Regions from separate parts of the Mus musculus genome. Here all the other regions are linked to region 3. Evidence: chromatin contacts called from public HiChIP or PLAC-seq and promoter capture Hi-C data. All regions are on one chromosome and are shown on one strand. Each heading gives the region's core, a stretch centred on a gene start, on an enhancer-like site or on the middle of the called end of the contact. The rest is flanking DNA. Distances are from core to core; before and after follow the strand shown.

The links. Promoter capture Hi-C pulls out the DNA fragments that hold promoters and counts their contacts. HiChIP or PLAC-seq counts read pairs in DNA pulled down with a chosen protein or histone mark.
Region 1: an H3K27ac HiChIP or PLAC-seq map of bone marrow-derived dendritic cells shows a contact between it and region 3, with 7 times the contacts expected there. The contact joins the enhancer-like site here to the promoter of Vnn3 in region 3. A contact is called at or near these places in 6 of 39 promoter capture datasets (3T3-L1-derived adipocytes, embryonic stem cells, liver and 3 more) and 5 of 115 datasets of contacts at active chromatin or transcription factors (bone marrow-derived dendritic cells, bone marrow-derived macrophages, microglia and 2 more).
Region 2: a promoter capture Hi-C map of liver shows a contact between it and region 3. The contact joins the promoter of Taar9 here to the promoter of Vnn3 in region 3. A contact is called at or near these places in 11 of 39 promoter capture datasets (the 3T3-L1 cell line, 3T3-L1-derived adipocytes, cranial neural crest and 6 more), 1 of 15 datasets of contacts at CTCF or cohesin (the NIH/3T3 cell line) and 2 of 9 other capture datasets (adipose tissue and liver).

What each region holds. Positions count from the first base shown.
Region 1 is chr10:24,163,446-24,166,366 of GRCm38.p6, reverse strand. The region is part of intron 2 of Stx7 (syntaxin 7); the gene reads right to left. Among named protein-coding and RNA genes, the nearest start is that of Stx7, 16 kb to the right of the region's middle. Within about 2 kb of position 1,621, at least 229 of the 459 cell types and tissues checked have an H3K27ac peak or open chromatin away from gene starts, as enhancers often do. A contact at or near this core is called in bone marrow-derived dendritic cells, bone marrow-derived macrophages, embryonic stem cells and 6 more, where this site is marked.
Region 2 is chr10:24,108,226-24,111,116 of GRCm38.p6, reverse strand. It overlaps Taar9 (trace amine-associated receptor 9), which reads left to right and starts at 1,583. Exons shown (of 1, transcript NM_001010831.1): 1 at 1,583-2,629. The coding sequence starts at 1,583. The coding sequence ends at 2,629.
Region 3 is chr10:23,850,205-23,852,904 of GRCm38.p6, reverse strand. Vnn3 (vanin 3) reads right to left here and starts at 1,443. Exons shown (of 7, transcript NM_011979.2): 1 at 1,109-1,443; 2 at 868-998. The coding sequence starts at 1,321.

The DNA of each region.
Region 1 (2,921 bases), core at 372-2,871, 310 kb before region 3:
TAAGCGGAGAACAATGGTTCATGGGCTGCAAGCAGCTGCAGCCAGCCAGCCCTCGGTGATGTCTGTGGGTGTTCTCTTTGACTTCAAAGGGGATGAAGACAACCCTCCCCCGCAGAAGTTAAATGGTCACAACTCTGATCACAAACACATTACTACCTCAGCCGTGGTTTCTTCACCGATCTTGGTAACAGTAATATTGAGGGAAGACTATAGACAATAAACACACCAAAGCAGAACACAGTTCATGTCCTATGTGAATTCTTCCAAAGTAACTAAAAGTATCAACTACTTTTAAAAAAGGAACTCTGGTATACACATGCAGGGCAGTTACTCTGTAATGAAAAGTGCTGCTCAGGAATGGCTACAGAACAAACAGGCAAGGGATTTCATAAAGAACTCAAAGAGATGTATTGTCAAAATAATTCCAGGAAACAAAAACTAGTCAGCTTCAAGCAACCAAATACATGTAGGACCATTGCCCAACTAACCACAAACTGTAATTTCATAAAAGGGAAGCAACACTGTGATCCAACCAATCCCTGTGCATAGATTTTGTTCATGGTAAATAAGGCTAAAAGTAACTGTGATTATTTATCTGAATGTAGCCTGCTGTGTTCACATGGGGATGCTGGCATATGGACTGCATCACTTTATCCATGTAGATCTCTAAGCATGCATTCTGGAAACAGGATAGGTGCCAAGATCCCCGGCTCATAAACAAACATTCAGTCTTCAGATAAAATTTTCATGAATAAAGGGTGGTGAATATATTGATGTTAACACCCACTAATGGAATACATGAAGCTAGCAGGTGCAGGAGAAAAGGTAAATCATAAAAAATACCCTTTGCATATTATAACCTCATGCTCTTAATTTTTTTTTTAATACTTTGGTGACTGAGGCATTCAAACCTTTCTCTCAAAGATTAACATTTTAATGGGGGAACACAGGGCGGAAATCGTAATTAAATTTTTATTTTTCTGATAAAAGGCATTATAAAATGAAAGCAAGATGATGAGAAAATGATTATAAAGAATAGCCAAGTAAGACATCCCTTAGATAAATGTACTGAGGTCACCTGAATACACAAAAGGGTAATACACATGCGGCTGCTTGCAGCCCATGAACCATTGTTCTCCCCTTAGGAGTGGGAGAGCCATTCGGAAAGTCCTACTGAGCCTGTTTACGGAGAACTCAGTGTTACCTTTCTGCAGGCACAGGTGGGAAGCGGGTTCCAAGGCCCTGAGGTGTGAAAGGGTCAGCCCAAGAAGCCTCAGGAAGAACCTGAGGTGGGCAGTGGGGGAGGCAGGTTGGATGCGGGTGTGAACAGCACAAGGCTCACACTTCCTTGCAAGGGCCAAGAGAGTCACAGATGAATTGAAATCTGGGTGTGACGTGTGCTCATGCATTAAAAATCTGCCTTGTTGTCACTGTGGAGAAGATAAGAGGGCAAGAAAGGGGGCAGAGAGGACAATGTGGAGGCTGCTGTCATCTGAAGTAGTAAGAACAGTGTGGACCCGGTGGCCACAAAAGGAGAGAAGGGACCAGCGGGCTGTGCACTTCTGTGCACTTCGACTGGATCCAGGCAGGGGAGTTTCCCAGATCACAAGGCAGGACAGGAACCAAAGGGAAGAGAGTTCACGCTCAGGGCATGAGCCGGCAGATGATTCACACACAGGCAAGAGAGAGAGTTCCAGGAAGCACCTCGGCCACTGATTAAGACTGGTGTATGAAGTGAGAAGAGTATACTCCCACCGCCAAGAGCAGACACTCTACCCCATAGGGCAAGTCACCATAGAAACCAGAACTGCCCTTCTCACTGAGATTCCCCCAGGAGAAATACTCTCTCTCCTACCTGTATCTGGACTGCGTCAACAGTTGGACATGAGAAAATTATAATACCAGAACTGTGGGTACTCCAGGGGGTAAATAATGTCAGCCATCTATTTTCAGATGTGACAGCAGATCTGCTCACTTCTGGGGACTGGAGTCCTTTTTACAGAAAAGCCTGCTGTGATGCCAAAGAGAAAAGTCCAAATACTCGCTTCCCTTTTGTGCACTCATGTGTTCAGAGGCAAAAATGGACGTCTCTTCACTAGACCAGAACGCACTTCCCCCCAGAACAACAAGATGACCTATAGTTTAAAAACTATTTTTATTGATCCTTTGAGGATTTCAGACAATAAATTTTGACTAGACTCACTCCCTCAGTTCCTCCCAGAACCAACTTAAGAACCCCCTCAGAACCTTGCAGGCCCAGAGCTAAACAGAGATTCTTATTAACAAACAGGGACAGTGAGTGTGAAGTAAGAACAGTTACTGCACTGCATGGAGACAATGTGGGTCTTTTAGACAGACAGACAGATGATTCAACATAAAACATGCTTCTGTTATCTTCTTCTAACATTTATAGCAAAGGCTCAAGCTTTTACCGAGTATCTTCCCAGAGAGCTCCAGAAAACATACACAGAAAAGCACATTTAATATTATTATACAAGCTTTAGCAGAAATGTCTACACTCAAATTCTGATGGGAAGATTTTTTTTCTTTTTCTAGTTATTTGCTGTTTATTTTGTGTGCACGAATGTTTAGCCTATATGTGTGTGTGTATATATGTATGTATGTATGTATGTATGTATGTATGCAGGTATGTATGTGTACCATGTGCCCAGGGTGGGCAGATGAGGGTGTCACATCCCTTGGAACTGGAGTTACAGATGTTTGTAAGTCACCTTGTAGATGCTGGGGACTAAATCCCACTCTCTGCAAGCAACCTCTCCAGCCCCACAACAAGAAGATTTTGTTACCAATGTATATGATTAGTTTGTTTACAGAAAGTTCTTAGCCACCTTAGAGTCTCCTTAAAAACAAAGAATACTTAAATGCCAGAATTTTCTTATTGGAAATGTTATTCTTTGGCA
Region 2 (2,891 bases), core at 334-2,833, 260 kb before region 3:
TTCTAACACATGCATGCCATGGGATAAATGGCAGTAAGTGCAGGCTACTCTCTAGGATGGAGATGAGTGATATTCAAATACAAGGTGTCTCTTAGTCCCAAAGTAGAAGCTAATCACTTGCTTGTCAGGTACACTTTAGAAAGCCTCTTTACACTATATGGTCTTCTAAAAACAAAATCAAACACCCACAGAAATAACATGCGCCTTGGATGGCATTGTTCACACGTGTTTACAGGGCACAGCAGGGGTACAGGCAACTGCTCACACCCACCCCAGCTGCTCACACTCCTCTTGGCCTGTTTAAAACTAAGCATCCTAGAAGTGCAAGGAGACCTATGGCTTGTTTTTCTTTTCTTTTTTTTCTTTTCTTTTCTTTTTTTTTTTTCTTACTGATTTTAGACAGCTCACACAGGCTCTCTTCCTAAGAAACACTTTCATGATGGTTATTCTAGTAACAATTCGGTAAGAGTTTTCCAGGATACTTCCAGCTGCTCAAATCATCAACACAAAAAGACAAAATAGAAATATAAGTCACAGTTAAAGTACATTCCTCATGTGTGTGTTTAAGGCAACTAAGAGTAAGCTGGTCCCAGCGTTCACACTCTATACTATGGGGATTTTGAGCTTACAATTTGAAGGACATGTAATTTATTTTTTTCCAGTTTAAAAAAAAAAAAAAAGCAAAACTAAGTTGTTGATTGCAGCCGATGGCCGCTCTGGGGAGACAAAAAAGAAGTAAATAAAATTCAGCCATTGGTGGCAAAACCAGTTCAATCCAGTTTGCTATTTTCAAAAGGTAAGATGACATCCACAGAAAAAAACTTTTCTAACAATTAATAAAGTAAATTCTATGATGATAGTAATTATAATATAGTAATAATAGGGCAAAGATATAATATAAAATAAACATTAGACAATGTACATTTACTTAGTAAGACTTTTGACTTTTAAATGGCTTTTTGCAACAGGTTTTTGTTTCTTAACATCCTTAGAGCACTTTTGGGAAAGAGTAAAATGGGTATACAAAAAACACGTAGTAAAAGGTTACCTTTACTTTAAATAGAGTTCTTGTTTTTTTTTGTTTTTCTTTATGTTTCCCCAGGAGATTTTTAAGTTGTTGTACTGGCTAGTTTTGTGTCAACTTGACACAGCTGGAGTTATCACAGAGCTTCAGTCGAGGAAATGCCTCCATGAGATCCAACTGTAAGGCATTTTCTCAATTAAAGATCAAGGGGGAAAGGCTCCTTGAGGGTGGGACCATGTCTGGGCTGGTAGTCTTGGGTTCTATAAGAGAGCAGGCTGAGCAAGCCAGGGGAAGCAAGCCAGTAAAGAGCATCTCTCCATGGCCTCTGCATCAGCTCCTGCTTCCTGACCTGCTTGAGCTCCAGTCCTGACGTCCTTGGTGATGAACAGCAGTATGGAAGTGTAAGCCGAATAAACCCTTTCCTCCCCAACTTGCTTCTTGGTCATGATGTTTGTGCAGGAATAGACACCCTGACTAAGACAGTTGTTAACCCCGTTTTTTGCTTTAGATTGCTAGAATGGAAACCTGGGAAGTTTACAATTACCAAGACTGGAGGCAATGACAAGCGACTTCTCCCCAGAACCGCCCATGGAGCTCTGCTATGAGAATGTGAACGGATCCTGCATTAAAAGCTCTTACGCACCCTGGCCTCGAGCCATCCTCTATGGGGTCCTCGGTTTGGGAGCCCTGCTGGCAGTGTTTGGGAACTTACTGGTCATCATTGCCATCCTCCACTTTAAACAGCTGCACACGCCTACGAACTTCCTGGTGGCCTCCCTGGCCTGTGCTGACTTCTTGGTGGGGGTGACAGTGATGCCCTTCAGCACGGTGCGTTCTGTGGAGAGCTGCTGGTACTTTGGGGAGAGTTACTGTAAGTTCCACACGTGTTTCGACACCTCCTTCTGTTTTGCGTCTCTGTTTCATTTATGCTGCATCTCCATTGACCGGTACATTGCAGTTACAGATCCACTGACCTATCCGACCAAGTTCACTGTATCGGTTTCTGGACTGTGCATTGCTCTCTCTTGGTTCTTTTCTGTCACATACAGCTTTTCCATCTTTTACACGGGAGCCAATGAGGAAGGGATTGAGGAATTAGTGGTTGCTCTGACCTGTGTGGGAGGCTGCCAGGCTCCACTGAATCAAAATTGGGTTTTACTTTGTTTCCTTTTGTTCTTTCTGCCCACTGTGGTCATGGTGTTTCTATATGGTCGGATATTTTTGGTGGCAAAGTATCAGGCTAGGAAGATAGAGGGTACAGCCAACCAAGCTCAGGCCTCCTCTGAGAGCTATAAGGAAAGAGTAGCCAAAAGAGAGAGGAAGGCTGCCAAGACCTTGGGGATCGCCATGGCTGCATTTCTCGTGTCCTGGCTGCCATACATTATTGATGCGGTTATTGACGCTTACATGAACTTCATAACTCCTGCGTACGTCTATGAGATATTAGTGTGGTGTGTTTACTACAATTCAGCTATGAACCCCTTGATATACGCCTTTTTTTATCCTTGGTTTCGTAAGGCAATAAAACTTATTGTGAGTGGCAAAGTCTTCAGGGCTGATTCATCAACAACTAATCTATTCTCTGAAGAGGCAGGTGCAGGTTAAAACAGTCACAGCAGAGATTTGAAATCTGACTAGGGTTTAAGGTCAGAGGTAAAACTAATCCCTCTAATCTAGCGAGGTCCCATAATCATTCACCCAGCAGGAGATCTTAGGTTCAAAGGCTACTCTGAAGTATTTTCTTCTTAGAGTGCCTGTACATTTTAGGGCTGAGTCACAGGGGACCCATCTGTTAATTTCTTCCAAAGTGGTGTGCTCCTTAATGTCTTTGCTTTGCTCTGAAATTTCTATTAGTTTCTTTGAGTCA
Region 3 (2,700 bases), core at 194-2,693:
ACCAAGGTGACGGCACGGTGTTAGCAACACAGGCTCTGGAAGGGTTAGCTTGGGAACCGTTCACAGTTTCCCCAGTGTTCTCCCCTATGGATCCACTCACAAGCCTAACCAGTGTCTTCCTGTAGACTCTCAGGTGGTATATTTATATTATCTAAAAGCTGGCCTTAGATTTTTCAACAGTTTCCAGTTGGACTTCCTTCAGCCGTGATACTCACCCCCTTCTCGCTCTCTTCCCTTTCTCCCTCTCGCCCCTGCCTGCCTGTCTCTGTTTCTCTGTCTCTGTCTATCTCTTATCTCTCTGTCTCTGTGTCTCTCTGTCTCTATCGCTCTGTCTGTCCATCTGTCTGTATCCATGTCTTTACAGACAGTCATAGGTAGTTGTTTTAATGTGTCTCTGGACCTTAGAAACAGTGACTGGAAAAGAAAAAGGAAAAGGAAAAGGAAAAGGAAAAGGAAAAGGAAATGGAAAAGGCAAAGGCAAAGGAAAAGGCAAGGCACACAGGCTCCTTAATCATTTCACTCTTCTTGTGAAGGCTCCTGGGCGAACCCACTGACTTGCACTTGAGAGCTCAAGTTCCAGAAGTACCATTCTCACTTGGCTGAAACTTAGTTAAACATACTTGTGGGGAACAGTTCACATGCTAGATTTTAAAGAGAACTGTTGTCGTAATGAATCAAGTATTCTTAGCCAAAGATATTTGCCACATGAAGGCACAGTGAGTAGCAGACACTATGAAGCATTAGGCCAGTGCCACAGACTGTCTAATCATCAGAAAAAAATAACAAGTCAAGCCTGGTGACATTACTGCTCTATCTCATCGTTAACTCTTTGTTGACAGAGTCATTTACTCTTTGGCATGATGTTACCTCCTAGGGTCTCTACAGGGAATCCAGTTCACTTCAGGGTCTGGTATATCCTCTAGGTAGGGGTAAATGGTCTCCCTGGTGAAGATCCAACCATAGATTCCATCTTCTGGCGTCACAATGATATGTGCACCCTGCTCAAAACAGACATGGAAAGAAAAGTTTCCTCATCATTTTTAAATATCTACATTCTTGTCCAGCTGCAATCAATATCCCATCTCAGACATGAACAAAAGAGTGTTACCTGTCTGGCTGCCAGCTTGATTGCACTCTCCAAAATGTCTATGTTCTTGTTTATCAGGAGCAAAGCCTCTTCAGTGGAAACAGGACTTTCAGTTTTGTTTGGCAGTATAACAGCATGTTCATACACAGCAGCAATAAAAGTGTCCATTGAACCCACAGCCTGGGCAAAGAAGACAAAACTCACTGCCCATTGAGGAAAATGTAATGAAGCCATAATTAAAATAGAGTGATCTCTGAAAATCAGAAGGTTCTTCTACTGTATCTCAGTGGGAAAAAAAAATATTCAGACGCAAGTCGTGATGCCAGCCAGCTGCCTGTGAATATATTATGGAACACGGCATTGAGGAACAGGGTTATGCAAGATTGGCAGAAGTTCAGAATTGCATGAGCATGGGTTTGCAGCAATTGTTGACATTGCTCAGAGGCCAACTCATCTCTAAAAGGGAAATCACTGAACCAACCAGTTGAGTCCATACTAAACGTACTGGTCAAGTTCTTAATTGGTGTATTTTTAAATTAAAGGTATTTTACTAGCACACCAATATTCCCATTAGTACAGTAAATACTGTGGTGTTCTAGAAGACAGCTATCACATCAACAATTTGTTGAGGATTTATACTTATGGCTGCAATAGGGACAAAACAGTCTAAGAAAAGCCTGAGGGTTTTATTTTAATTAGATTTGTTTTGTTTTATTTGTATGGGTATTTTGCCTCTATGTGTGTATCTGTACCAAGTCCATGACTGGTCAGGTCAATCCAGGAAGGTCAGAAGACGGTGTCAGATTTCCCCGTGGAATTGGAGTTTCAGGGGTTATGAGTATTGGTGGTGACAAGGATACTGAGAAACAAATCCAGGTCTTCTGAAAGAACAAGTGTTCCTAACTACTAAACCATTTCTCCAGCCATCCTTTGTTTCATTTGAGAATTTCATACAGGTCTATAATGTGTTTTAGTCAAACACACAAATCCAACCCCCATTCTCACACCTCTTCTCTCTCTCTCTCTCTCTCTCTCTCTCTCTCTCTATATATATATATATATATATATATATATATATATATATATATATATATATATATATATCAGGTCCAAATGAGTCCAGGTTTTCCATAGTTGATGGTAGGGGGAAGGAGTCTCTAGGACAGGAGCCTAGAATAACTTTCCTCTGAGAGGCTCCACCCAGCAGCCAATGGAATGAGATGCAAGACTCATATCAAACATTAGATGGAGCTTGGGGAGCCTTATGGAAGAGCTGTGGGAAGGATTGAGGGACCTGAAGAGAACAAGGACTCCACAGGAAAACCAACAGAGTCAACTAACCTGGACCCTTGGGGGCTCCCAGAGACTGAATCACCAACCAAAGAGCAAGCATAAGCTGGACCTACCTAGGTCCCTGCACGTATGTAGCAGATCTGTAGCTTGGTCATTATGCAGGTCCTCCAACAGAAGAGAGGACTGTCTCTAACTCAGCTGTCTGCCTGCCTGCCTTGTCTGCCTGCCTTTGGATCCTGTTTCCCTAACTGGGCTGCCTTATCTGGCCTCAGTGAGAGAGGATGCACCTAGCCCTGCAGAGACTTGATGTGCAGGAGGCA